3 separate regions of the Mus musculus genome follow, and all the other regions are linked to region 3. Evidence: chromatin contacts called from public HiCAR-type and promoter capture Hi-C data. All regions are on one chromosome and are shown on one strand. The core of a region is the stretch at or near the end of the contact, and the rest is flanking DNA. Distances in the headings are between cores, read along the strand shown.

What was found. HiCAR-type assays count read pairs that join an accessible place to other places. Capture Hi-C pulls out chosen DNA fragments and counts their contacts.
Region 1: a contact with region 3 is called in a HiCAR-type map of astrocytes, with 4 times the contacts expected there. The contact joins the promoter of Mllt3 here to the promoter of Rps6 in region 3. A contact is called at or near these places in 2 of 39 promoter capture datasets (hippocampal neurons and pre-B cells), 1 of 115 datasets of contacts at active chromatin or transcription factors (astrocytes) and 1 of 9 other capture datasets (pancreatic islet).
Region 2: a promoter capture Hi-C map of adipose tissue shows a contact between it and region 3, with 3 times the contacts expected there. The contact joins the promoter of Klhl9 here to the promoter of Rps6 in region 3. A contact is called at or near these places in 5 of 39 promoter capture datasets (cranial neural crest, hippocampal neurons, liver and 1 more), 6 of 115 datasets of contacts at active chromatin or transcription factors (astrocytes, embryonic forebrain, embryonic stem cells and 3 more) and 2 of 9 other capture datasets (adipose tissue and liver).

What each region holds. Positions count from the first base shown.
Region 1 is chr4:88,031,856-88,035,980 of GRCm38.p6, reverse strand. Mllt3 (myeloid/lymphoid or mixed-lineage leukemia; translocated to, 3) reads left to right here and starts at 2,574. Exons shown (of 11, transcript NM_027326.3): 1 at 2,574-2,897. The coding sequence starts at 2,886.
Region 2 is chr4:88,720,671-88,725,029 of GRCm38.p6, reverse strand. It overlaps Klhl9 (kelch-like 9), which reads left to right and starts at 2,522. Exons shown (of 1, transcript NM_172871.2): 1 at 2,522-4,359. The coding sequence starts at 3,028.
Region 3 is chr4:86,855,301-86,859,804 of GRCm38.p6, reverse strand. Rps6 (ribosomal protein S6) reads left to right here and starts at 2,438. Exons shown (of 5, transcript NM_009096.3): 1 at 2,438-2,484; 2 at 2,946-3,077; 3 at 3,449-3,659; 4 at 3,792-3,938. The coding sequence starts at 2,479.

The DNA of each region.
Region 1 (4,125 bases), core at 1,325-3,824, 1.2 Mb before region 3:
GCTTCCTATGTAGCTGTGATTAGCTTTGAAACCTAGAGGCTCCTGCTTTAGCCTCCCAAGTGTGGTCCACCACTCTGTTTGTTTTGACTTACATTGTTATTATTTCAGAATAAATGGACAGGAAATGCATTTGCTCTCCCAATTTTATTGTTAACAGCGAACTTATTAAGACAGCTACAAATGGAAAGGCTGGTGTAAATTCCTTTGTTCAAAGTTGAACCTGGAGTATTCCGGGTTGTGCTTTCTTTTTCTTTTTCCTGGTAGAGAAGTCTTTTTGTTGTAAGGAGGGTCACATAAGGACGCTGGTGGAAGGGCTCTGTGCGCCATCTACTGGCATATTTTAAGTCTCCGAATTTGCAGACGGGGGAATTACTTTATATTGGGGAGGAGGGTTTAACGCATTTGAGAAAGGAAGGATGTTGGGGGAAGACGGTCAGATTCTACGATTTATTTGTGATTGCTGGAATAAATGAGAATCCAGCAAATATTACACGCACGCATGCACACACACACACTCACTAGCAAGCACATGGTCGAGGGGGTGGGGCAGGGAATCCCTCTTAATATACAAGTTCCAGTTCCTGGAGAGAAAACCAAGAGACCAACTCTGGAATCAGTGCAAACGCGGAATGGTCACCTTTCAGTTACTAAAAACATTCACATAATCTTCAGTTTTCAACTTCTTCATTCCAAAATAGTTCTCTGCAATTTGATTATTTGATAAACGGTGTAAGAATGCACAGTAGATAGTCATCCCTTGCTTATATCCCACACACAGCAGTTCTGTCTAACTTAGCGCTTACACAAACACACATGCATACAAGATGACATACTCTTACAGACTTGGTTGGGAAATATGTCCTTGGACTTCTGTTCAAGTTTCCCCACTTCTGGGCTGAATCCTGGAGGATGGGTGTACCAGTTTTAGGAGAATCACACTACTCGAGTTGGAAACGTGCTGCTTTGAACTTGGCTGGACCTGGTCCTGTCTAATCCCCATCATCTACTTTGTGAGCAGTGGGAAAAACTGAACGTGGTCATGGAGAACCTGGGACGCTCCAGGAAACCTCCTTCCCGTTATTCTCAAGTGTTCAATGCAAGGGCCGAGTTGTGCTTTCATGGTCTCCCGGCGAGAGGAAAAGAAGAAAGCAATAAAGTTGAGTCAGAAAGAGGAAGAGAGACAAAAAACACAGGGAGAAAAGAAGTTGGCAATCTGGAGAAAAAAAGATGGTGAACAAAAGATAAACTCTGGAAAACAGCCACCACCCCAAACCAGTTCAAAAAAGGAGTTAAGAGCCAGAGAGGTACAAGAACTTTAACGAAACAAAAGTCACACCCATCTTTCATTTTCGTATATCGTCTAGATCTTATCCGTTTCCTTTTTAAAGGTTGTCTGTGTTTCTAGAGGAAGCTAGTAACTCTTTTTTTTTTCTTTCTTCTTCTTCTTCTTCTTTTTTCGCTTCACGTATGGCTTGATATTCTACCCGTGGCCACTGAGACAAACTACAATCGGAGATGGAGCATTTGTAGAAGAGCAACTCTAGAACACTTCTGCGAGGGGTTGTCACCCGGGAGCCTAAATGGATTAATACCCAGAGATGGATTATGTTGGCTGTCACCAATATGCCTAAAGATTATAATCCAATTTATGCACATTATAGTCAGTATTAACTTTATCTATTTTAAGGTTCCCAGTAGTCTGGCGCGCCCTTAGAGAGAGGGCAGACCCTGATGCAACCCAGCAGGTTGTCAGCGAGGGGGAAGCCTCCTGAAGCAAACAACTGGGAAGCGGGTTCCCTAAGGCTCTGCGACGGGCACTCCCAGGTGTCCCGCCTCCACCTGGGCACGGTTCTCAGCCCGGGAACACCGAGGCGGGAGGCGTTTCCTAGGAAGGAAATGGCATTCTTGTTTCGCGTTCATTTCTTTTTTTCTTTTCTTTTTTTTTCTTTTTCTTTTTTAAAGTTTTCAGTGGCGACGGTGGGAGGGCGGGGTAGGTTGGTGGCTCGGAGTAGATAGGGAAAGGGATTTAAGGTTGCTGGGGGCTGTTCAGTCCCAGAGATTGCTATCAGGAGGCTTTTTTCCCCCTTCTTTTTTTTCTTTGGTAGCGTGGATTTCTCTTGCTCTCTGTTTAAATAAGTTTGTTTGGGTGTGCGTTCTTGCGATTTCAGCACAAACCCGCAAAAATCCATGGTGGAAAGTAAAAACAAGCCCGCTCCCCCTTCCCAAACGTGCTCACTACCGCCAAAGACTTGATTTAACAACCCCTTCTCCTGCGGCTGGGGGGCTCCAGGCAGTGGCCACATTCCAGCAGTTTTAATCCGTTTTTTATTGTAGGGAGAACGGAGTTTGCACAGGGGCCGGGATGGCTCCCCAGCTGGCCGCTCTCCCAGTGCCGGGCCCCCTCCCTCCATTTCCTCCCCCCTCCCCCATCAGGAACCTGTTACTTTAAGCGAGGCGTTCCAGTGTGGCGCTGCGGGCCGCCGGGGTTTCGGGGAGGCGGCCGCTGATTGGCTCTTTCGAGCTCCCCCTGGCTCGGTCGCTCGGCCTCCCCGCGCGCTCCGCCCCGCCCGCACGCCCTCCCTCCGCCCCTAGAGGCTCGAAGCCCGGGTGTCAGGCGCCACGGCGCATGCTCCGGACTCATCCTCTGGCCCCGGAGCTGCTGCTGCTGCTGCTGCTGCTGCTTTTGCTTTTGGGGCTGAGTTTAATAAGCGAGCGAGAGAGCGAGCACGGGGTGGGGTGGGGGCCAAGGCAGAGCATGTCCGCCATCTACCCTCAGCTCCCGGGCGCGCTCTCATTCATAGCAGCCTCTTCATGAATTACAGCTGAAGGGGGCGGGGGAGGGGGGGTACCACACAACACCCCGGCAAACCTCCGGGCCCCCAGGCATGGCTAGCTCGGTAAGTACATGCAAAAAAAATAATAAAAGCCCCCCTCCCTCTCCTCCTCCGCCCCGCGCCGCCGCAGCCCAGACAGCGCCAGCGCTCCGCGGTTCCAATTAGAGAAAGGTTGGTTTTGCTCGCGGGGAGCTGCCGCCTCTCCCTCCTCCCCACCCCCCCCCCCCCCGGCGCGCGCGCACACACTCGCACACTCGCCGCCACCGCCACCGCCACCCCCCCCCCCGCGCCTCCCGCCCGCCTCGCCTCTTTGCAATCGCAAGAAGCGCACTCACACTCCCTCTGGCTCACACACGCGCACACACACACTCACACCCGGTGGAAGGAGGCGAATAATAACTCAGCCATATTTCAGCCGCCGCCGCCGCCGGGAGCTGCGGGCACGGTCCGGGGACGCGGCGAGCAGCCTCTGCGGCCGCACCTCCGCCGAGCGCCGCGGCCGCCACGATGGTGCGTTCTCCGCGGCGCGCGCGTGAGCCCGAGTGTGCGGGCTGACAGCGGCGGGGCTGCTCGCAACTTTGCCCCAGCGGCCGGTGTGCGCGACCGGGGCTCCGCGGCGGTCCGCCAGTAGCCCTGCCTTTCTGCGTTTTGTGGCTTTCGCTGGGGGGGCGGGTGGGGGGAGGCTGGAGGGAGTTTGCGACCACTTTGGCTCTTGAAAGTGTGCAGCGTTGGCTCTGTTGGGCTGGCCTTGCTGGTCGTGGGGGGCTGTTCGCCGAGGGGTGCGGGGTGCTTTGAGTTGGGGATGCCTTGGCGTGTTTTCGTGCGGGCGTGAGTGAGTGTATGTGTGACGACGTTTCATTCTTGTGCACGAACCCCGTGGTAAGAAAGAACACGGGAGTTTGTGCCCATTAGCAGAGGCTGCCTGTAGTTTCCATTCCGCCTGGCACCGCGCTCCACACGCACGCACACATACACGTACACAAAGACTTCCTCGGCGTGTGCCTGTCGCCGCGGTACTTTCGGGGAGGGGGCTCGCTAGAAACCCCGGTCCCCTATCTCAGCCACCTCCCCTCCCACGCCGGGAAAGCGCCCCAGCATCCCCTCCTGATTGTCTCCTAATTTGTTACCGACGCGTTTGTTGTCGTGCTTGCCGTGGTGGTCGTGTTCTCCCCTTTCCCCGACCCCCTTCGCGACTAGGGGTAACATTCCGTTACAATCCCGGCCGCTGTGTAGCGGCGCCGGGGGCCCCTGCGGCCCGGCCCGGTGTATCTGGGGGTGTGGGGTGTGCGCG
Region 2 (4,359 bases), core at 1,273-3,772, 1.9 Mb before region 3:
ATCAACCTGATCCTAAACTCTCAGAGACCTGCCTGCCTCTGCCTCCTGGGTGCTGAGATTAAAGGCGTGTGCCATCACTCCTGAGCCTTAGATGTTACTTGTAGCTTGAATAAACTGGACATCCATTCTTCATCTGAAATTACAAACACGTGAAATGTCTAAAAGTGAAACTTTAAATAATAAAAATATTAATTAAAATATGAAAGTAAATACTGGGCTGGAGAGATGGCTCAGAGATTAAGAGCACTGACTGCTCTTTCAGAGGTCCTGAGTTCAATTCCCAGCAACCACATAGTAGCTCACAACCATCTGTAATGGGATCTGTTGCCCTCTTCTAGTGTGTCTGAAGACAGCAACTGTGTACTCAAATAAATAAAAGAAACGAATCCTTTAAAAAAGAAAGTAAATACTTCTTTTTAAGTTAAATGTGAAGGTGAACATGATCTCATATGTGCTAAATACTAAGATATAATAAATGAAATTAAAAAAAAATATATTGGAATTGATATAATAAAGCACACGAGTAAATGCTATGTCTAGTGGGCCGATGACCCTAAGTCGATGCTTTTAACACATACCTGTTTAACATGACTACCAAATATTGGTGAAAGCAGAACAAAATAATCTTTTTTTTTTAAGATTTATTTATTATATGTAAGTACACTGTAGCTGTCTTCAGACACACCAGAAGAGGGAGTCAGATCTTGTTACGGATGGTTGTGAGCCACCATGTGGTTGCTGGGATTTGAACTCTGGACCTTCGGAAGAGTAGTCGGGTGCTCTTACCCACTGAGCCATCTCACCAGCCCCCAAAATAATCTTTTAAAATAGTTAAATGTTGGTGGCTGGAGAGATGGCTCAGAGGTAAAGAGCACTGGGTGCTCTTCCAGAGGACCCAGGGTTCAGTTCCAAGCATCTAGAGGATAGATCACACCTGCCTGTTACTCCAGTTGACATCCTCGCATAGCCATACATGCAGACAAAACACCAATGAACATAAAAATAAATGTAAAATAAACCATTGAAATATGAGGAGCATGTGTCCCTAATAACCATAAATGTTCATGCCTGGTTTCTCATTAACCTTGCTAGCTTAGTAGGGAAAGGACCGATGTCTTGAAGTTTGCTCTGGCACCTTCTCAGGAAGTGATCTTGTTCTTTCTTTCCCTACAGGTAGAAATTAATCTCTCGGAAGTGCCTCTTCACAGCCAGGTGACATGTCAGAGCCACTCAGGAAAGGCTTACCCCAACTCCTGAACCAAGCAGCCTCCCAGAACTTAGCTCCTGGGAAGAACTTCTCAAGACCATTCTCATTTCAACAAAGCTCTGGTATAACAGGGCACCTGGGGGGGGGGGGGGGAAGGAACGACGACCACAGGTTGTTCTACTAGTTTGGGGAAAAGAATGTTGTTCTACTAGTTTCCCGGGATTGCTGCAATTGGCCGGAAACCACCGGGAGAAGAAGGAAGGAGAAATAAAGGAAGATTAATCACCTATAGTTAAGTAAATTACATACATTTTTTTGGGGTCATCAACAGGTTGTAAGTAAGCTCTCTATATACCAATTTTGGAAAATCTTGAACTGGAAAAAAAAAATCCAGTAGGATACATGCCATTTAGAAAAGAGCCAGGAAGTGGAGCATAAGAATGTAAGTATATTCTTAGTCTGCATACAAGTAAACGCTAGAAGGATTTGGAACTTCGAGAACAGAGAACTACGGCAAATTATATACTTATTCTCAAATCAAAGTTAAAATTTGCCAGTAGCTAGAGAACTGCATGTTAATAAAAAATACTTATAAAAGCAAAGTTCAACACAAGGGAAACGCAAAGGGTAACTATTTTGGAAACATTGACTTGAATATTCTACCAAATATTATCATTATCCAAATCAGGATAACGTTTTGTGTTCAAATCATCTGCGCTTATTACAGAGTCCATAAGATAATGGAGGACATTTGTACACTGATGAAAACAGTGGACAAAGTAAACTATAACATGCTCAACTACTGGAAAACTGTAGCCAGTTAAAAATAGTGTTTGGAAAACAAAACCCTGAAAACCGTATTTATGAAGGCATTATCTCTCCTGCCAAATATTAAAAAAATGTATCATTAGGACCAAAATTTAGTGGCAAGTTAAATCTCATGTGTCTTAAATGTTAAACAAACAAACAAAAAACCTTTTACAATCAACATTTTTAATTGAGTGTGACGCAAACTGTAAAACTGTTCTTGAAGAAAATAAATAAATAAAACGATACAATGATTTCTTCTGCCAGGCTTCTTGTGTTTGAACAAAGGTTGCCTTTCGTTGCTGCTCTGGCAAAGACCTTAAGCGTAAATCTTGAAAAGAACGCGCTCTTGAAAAGCAAGCTTAAGCACACGCACGCGCATTCCTACAAGCTTACATAATGGACCCTGCACCGGCCTCGCTGGCCGGCCGGAACCCCGCCCCCAGTCCCGCCCGCGCCCTGCCCCCATCCACCGCCCCCTTGCCAGCTCAGCCGCGCAAGCGCACTAGCTGTGCAGCCGCTCCTAGCCCGGGGGATCCTGGGATTCTGCCTTTCCGGAAGGTCGGGCTGGCTCTCGGTGCTAGGCCGCCGTTCTAGGCCCAAGTCGGGATTCCAGGCCCTGCTCCAAGCCAAGTCCGTAGCCGCGACGACACAGCGGGGATCGCAGAGGACGCGGCCGCAGCTCGTTGGGGTGGCTGAGCCTTGGAGGGCGGCAGCCGGGGTGCGCAGGCCGTGACGGCCCCTCCCCCGCCCTGAGCGCAGCGGCGAAGGACGACAGCCCGGGACCGGAGGAGGTGAAGCGGTCACGTAACTGCCCCGGGTGATGACTCACCCGCTCTCCTGGCAGATTTGAGGTGCGTGCTGCTGTTGCTGCAGGGCGGACGTCGGTGTGCCCAGAGCGGTGCTGCGGCGACCGCTTGCTTGCCCTTGGTTCGGCGGCCCCGGGGTTTCCCGAGAGCGTTCTCTTTGTAACGTCTGCGGCCTGCAGCTCGCAGCGAGCTCCGGCTTCTCCCATGAAGGTGTCTCTGGGTAACGGCGACATGGGCGTCTCTGCCCACCTGCAGCCTTGCAAGTCTGGAACTACGCGGTTTTTTACCAGCAACACGCACAGTTCGGTTGTATTGCAAGGCTTTGATCAGCTCAGAATAGAGGGCCTACTTTGTGACGTGACGCTGGTACCTGGCGATGGAGAGGAAATCTTCCCGGTTCATAGAGCCATGATGGCGTCTGCCAGTGATTATTTCAAGGCCATGTTCACTGGAGGAATGAAAGAGAAAGATTTGATGTGCATCAAGCTTCATGGGGTGAACAAAGTTGGTCTGAAGAAAATCATTGATTTTATTTATACTGCAAAACTGTCTCTTAATATGGACAATCTTCAGGACACTCTTGAAGCTGCCAGCTTTCTACAGATCTTGCCGGTTTTGGATTTTTGTAAAGTATTTCTTATATCAGGCGTCTCTTTGGATAACTGTGTGGAGGTTGGCCGGATTGCTAACACCTACAATCTTATAGAAGTGGATAAATACGTAAATAATTTCATCCTGAAGAACTTTCCTGCCTTGTTGAATACTGGGGAGTTTCTGAAACTCCCCTTTGAACGGCTTGCCTTTGTGCTTTCCAGCAATAGTCTCAAGCACTGTTCGGAACTTGAGCTCTTCAAGGCAGCCTGCCGCTGGCTGAGGCTGGAAGACCCTCGGATGGACTATGCCGCAAAATTAATGAAGAATATTCGCTTTCCACTGATGACACCACAGGATCTCATCAACTATGTGCAGACAGTAGATTTCATGAGAACAGACAATACCTGTGTGAATTTACTTTTGGAAGCAAGCAATTACCAAATGATGCCGTATATGCAGCCGGTGATGCAGTCGGACAGAACTGCCATTCGATCTGATTCTACTCATTTGGTTACCTTAGGAGGAGTTTTGAGACAACAGCTAGTTGTCAGTAAAGAGTTACGAATGTACGACGAAAGGGCGCAGGAGTGGAAGTCGTTAGCGCCCATGGATGCTCCTCGATACCAGCATGGCATTGCTGTTATTGGAAATTTCCTTTATGTAGTTGGTGGCCAGAGTAATTATGATACAAAAGGAAAAACGGCTGTTGATACAGTTTTCAGATTTGATCCTCGTTATAATAAGTGGATGCAGGTGGCATCATTAAACGAAAAGCGCACATTCTTTCACCTGAGTGCCCTCAAAGGACATTTATATGCAGTTGGTGGGCGCAGTGCAGCTGGTGAACTGGCCACAGTAGAATGTTACAACCCAAGAATGAATGAATGGAGCTACGTTGCAAAGATGAGTGAACCCCACTATGGCCATGCTGGAACAGTATAT
Region 3 (4,504 bases), core at 1,189-3,688:
TGGTTTTTGAGATATTACTTTCTTTCTGGAACAAATATTCTACATTTACTTTGTTATCTATCTGCCAAAGATCTGGAGTCAGTGAAATTTGCAACAGAATGCTTGTTTTTCTGAATAGGTCATAGAATTTAGAAACCAAGGTCTGGGGGACAGGTGTGCCCCAAGTTCCAGATCCTATCTAACTCACAGAGATCTGCCTGCTTCGCCTCCCGAATGCTAAGATTAAAGGTGTGCACCACCTTGCTCATCTGTTTTAAGACAGGGTCTCCCCCATGTGACCCTGGCATTAATTTATAGGCAAATAATTGTGTGTGTGTGTGTTTGTGGTGATGAGCTCTTGCTAGGTTGTGGACGCTGCCCTGGAATTCACAACTCTCCCATCTCTCCTTGTGAGTGTTAGCATTACAAGGCCCATTCTAGGAATCTTACAAAATTATGGTAATCAAAACAGTATGGCCAGGCAGTGGTGGCACACGCCTTTAATCCCAGCACTTGAGAGGGAGAGGCAGGTGGATTTCTGAGTTCAAGGCCAGCCTAGTCTTCAGAGTGAGTTCCAGGACAGCCAGGATTAAACAGAGAAACCCTGTCTCAAAAAACAAAAACAAAACTAGTGTGACCTGGCACTGGACAGCCATAACAAACCAAAGGGTCAGGTCAAGTGTGTGGAGAGCGCTCCCATCACATGCACTGCCGGAACAACTACATACCTACATGGGAAAGGAGGAGGCGAGTCTACTGTTGGAGAGACATATGAGCATGACCACTGTGCAGATTTCAATGGCATGTGTTGTAGTTCCAGCCACTTGGAAGGCTGTAAAAGGACTGTTCAAGTACAGAGGCCAAGAGGCCAGCCTAGGCAACACAGTAAGACTTGGTTTAAAAAACAAAACTCCAAGTGGACCACTGACCTAATACAAGAACTAAAATAAACAGGGACCAGTCTTTAAGATCAGATTGCGGTGGCACAGGCCTATGATAATCTCAGCACTTGAGAGGTGAAAGCTCCAGGATCAGGAGTCATCCCCCAGCAACACCGTGGAGTTTGACATCAGCCTGGGCTGCAAGGTGAAAGCCTGCCTTCAGATACCTCAGTATCACATGCAAGCTCCTCCAACCCCTCTCTCACTTGTGTGCATGTTTGATTCAGGCTCTCACTGTGTATTTCTGCCTACCCTGGAATTTACTATATAGTCCAAGCTGGCAAGAACTTGTGACAGCCGTCCTGCCTGTTTCCATAGTGCCAGGGTTAGAAGCAGGCATCACCAATGGCAGGTCTAACAATCCAAAATTTAAAAATAGGTCACAGGGTCTGGAGAGACATCTCAGTGGTTAAGACTAGTAGCTGGGCTTCCAGAGGACCAGCATTCAATTCCCAGAACCTTCATGGCAGCTGACAACCATCTGTAACTCCAATTCAAAGGGATCAGACCCCTTCTGATGTCTGAGGGCAGAGGCAGGCAGCCATACTTCCAAGGATATTGTATAAAGCAACAAAAATGTTCAACAAGAAAATCAACACACAAAATGTGATCGCGCGCGCGCGCACGCGCGCGCACACACACACACACACACGCGCCTTTAAAAGGAAGAAAAATATAAACTTGAAGACTGCACTCAGTGAAGCCAGCCAGTTATAAAAAGACAACTTCCATTTGATTCCATCACATGATGGACTTACTCAAAATTTTAGAGACAGAAATTGGTGACAGTGGTGAGCAGATGGGTATGATGTACATAGAGACTTTCAGAACAGCCAGGGTTTTATACAAAGACAGTCTCAGAAAAACAAAAGACGAGTTTGAACAGAACTGTGTGTGACTGCAGTAAACAAGCATGGAAATGGTGTTAATTTGTGTTTTGAAAAAAGAGCTGACAACGACGGTGCCGCTCAGTGATGAGCCCCGAGGCTCAATTTCCAATCTGAGTTGTCACCCCCAGCCCAGCCACAAAAGGGACAATTTTGGCAGAAGAAGAGCGAAAGCAGAGAGGCTCAAGACTCTGAGGCATACGATAGATGTCTGTGCTGGGTAAACGTGACTGCTTAGCCTCTGCGGTCCGGCGACTACAGGAGCCACTCAATCGCTGGGATCAGGACAAGATCCCGGATTGGAAATCTTCTGTACGGATGAGGGACCTGACAGCCAGGGCGACAATTCCGGTCGTGCTTTCCCATTTTAGGTACTACTAGAAACCAGGGTCGCAAACGGAGATTCGGCTCCTCAGTAGACCAGTCTGGAAGCGGCTAACCCCGGTGATAAACGACAGACCCCGTCACCAGGAAGGTCCAGGAAGCTAAAATGACAGCTCGCTGCAAACCGGCCTCTCCATAGTCTAGTTAATCTACGCCCGGAAGTAACGCCCCTCTAAAGTCACTTCCGCCGGCTGTTCTCGCGAGAACTTAGAGCGCTATGTGCCCTGGGTTAAGCGGAAGTCGGGCCTCTTTTTCGTGACGCCTCCCAGGCGCTCGGCTGTGTCAAGATGAAGGTAGGCGTCCCCGGCCAGGGCCGAGTGAGGCCGCCCGAGCCCGAGCGTGCGGCACGGCCTCGGTCCCAGGCTCGCATAAGTCCCGCACTAAGTGGAGAAGGATCCGAGGCGGGAGGGAACTCGTTTTGGCGGCCCTGGGACGCTCTGGGAGAGCGGATGGCGGGCGATTGCAGCGCCGCCGCGGTGGACGTAGCGCCATAGCGGCGCCCGGCTCCGGGCCCGGCACGCGCGGTCCCGAAGCCCCGCTCGCGGCTGGCAGCCTTGCGGCTCTCGAGCCCTCGCCACTCTGCTAGCGGAGGTCTTGAGGGTCGCCCGGCGTCCTCAGCATCCCACAGAGCTCCTGTAAAATGTCCCGTGGATGCGGCGCTTTGCCGGGCGTGGGATCCGAGCCTCGGACGCCCTGCGTTGTCGGCCCGGCTTGGGTCCCTAAGGTTCTCTCTTGTCCCCCTTTAAAACTGTAGCTGAACATCTCCTTCCCCGCCACCGGCTGTCAGAAGCTCATCGAGGTGGATGACGAGCGCAAGCTCCGCACCTTCTATGAGAAGCGCATGGCCACGGAAGTAGCCGCTGATGCTCTTGGTGAAGAGTGGAAGGTAAGGTTGTTACCGGCATCCATGTCCCAGCTTGGCGAGCGCAAGGGCTGTTTTGGGTTAAGTTTCATTAATAGAACCAAGTTTGGGGAAATGGGCCGAAAGGACATGCTTCTTTCTTGCTTGCCGTACGGAATTCAGGGTCTTAAAAAAAGCCTTTCATGTTCATGCTAGTAAAACCGGGGTAGTCAGGGTAAGTCAAAAGGAGAGAGATGGCTAGTTTACCTTAGTTGGAAACGGAGACAAAACGTGAGTGGTTGAAATTGGTCTCAGTTATTCTCCCTAGTCGGGTGTTGAACCTAAGAGGTTAAGAACCTGCACTTAGTAGGTTGGAACTGAACTAGTAAAATGTTGTTATTTTATGTTCAACGCAGGGTTATGTGGTCCGGATCAGCGGTGGGAATGACAAGCAAGGTTTTCCCATGAAGCAAGGTGTTCTGACCCATGGCAGAGTGCGCCTGCTGTTGAGTAAGGGGCATTCCTGTTACAGGCCAAGGAGAACTGGAGAGAGGAAGCGCAAGTCTGTTCGTGGATGCATTGTGGACGCTAATCTCAGTGTTCTCAACTTGGTCATTGTAAAGAAAGGTGAGGCTTTTGTTGAAGCTTGCTTGCTTGTTTATTGAGAGAGATCTGCCTCCTAGGTAGTGGGCATTGGCCCAAGAAGTTGTTTCCCAAGTGATAAACATTTAATGTCTCTATTTTGATTGTTTCTTTAAGGAGAGAAGGATATTCCTGGACTGACAGACACTACTGTGCCTCGTCGGTTGGGACCTAAAAGGGCTAGTAGAATCCGCAAGCTTTTTAATCTCTCCAAAGAAGATGATGTCCGCCAGTATGTTGTCAGGAAGCCCTTAAACAAAGAAGGTAATGGATTTGGGGGGGGGGTGTATTGTGCTACTGCTGCAGCTTTGCTTGCCAGCCCGGAGTCTGGCTTACCAGACTTTATGTTCATGGCTTTGGGGTTAGGAATGGCCAGGATTCTGAGATTACGAAGGCATTCTCATTTTAATACATTTGAAAATCCTTTAAAGCACTTGATGTATATGTAGGGGCTAGAGGACAACTTGCAGGAGAGGATTTTGGAGAGACCGGGTTCTAAGCTGGTGTTTTGGACTTACTGATGACTGGCTCTCGTATTTGTCACCTCTGGGACATAGATTATGGAAGTCAGGAAAAACACTTAAACGTAAGAAAAAATACTATGTGTTAGGCAGCATACTCATTAATGAAGAGTACAGCATCAGGTACACGATGTTACTGTGTCTGTAGGACATGGCTTGTATGTGAGATACAAATAACTCAGGACTGTGGACTTGTACATGTACTAATTAGAGTGGTACTAAAGGAAACGTGTAACTCAGTTGACAAGAGGTTTAAAAATGGTCCATTTCCCCTCATGGACAGAGTGGCTGACCTGTAGCAGAACTTGA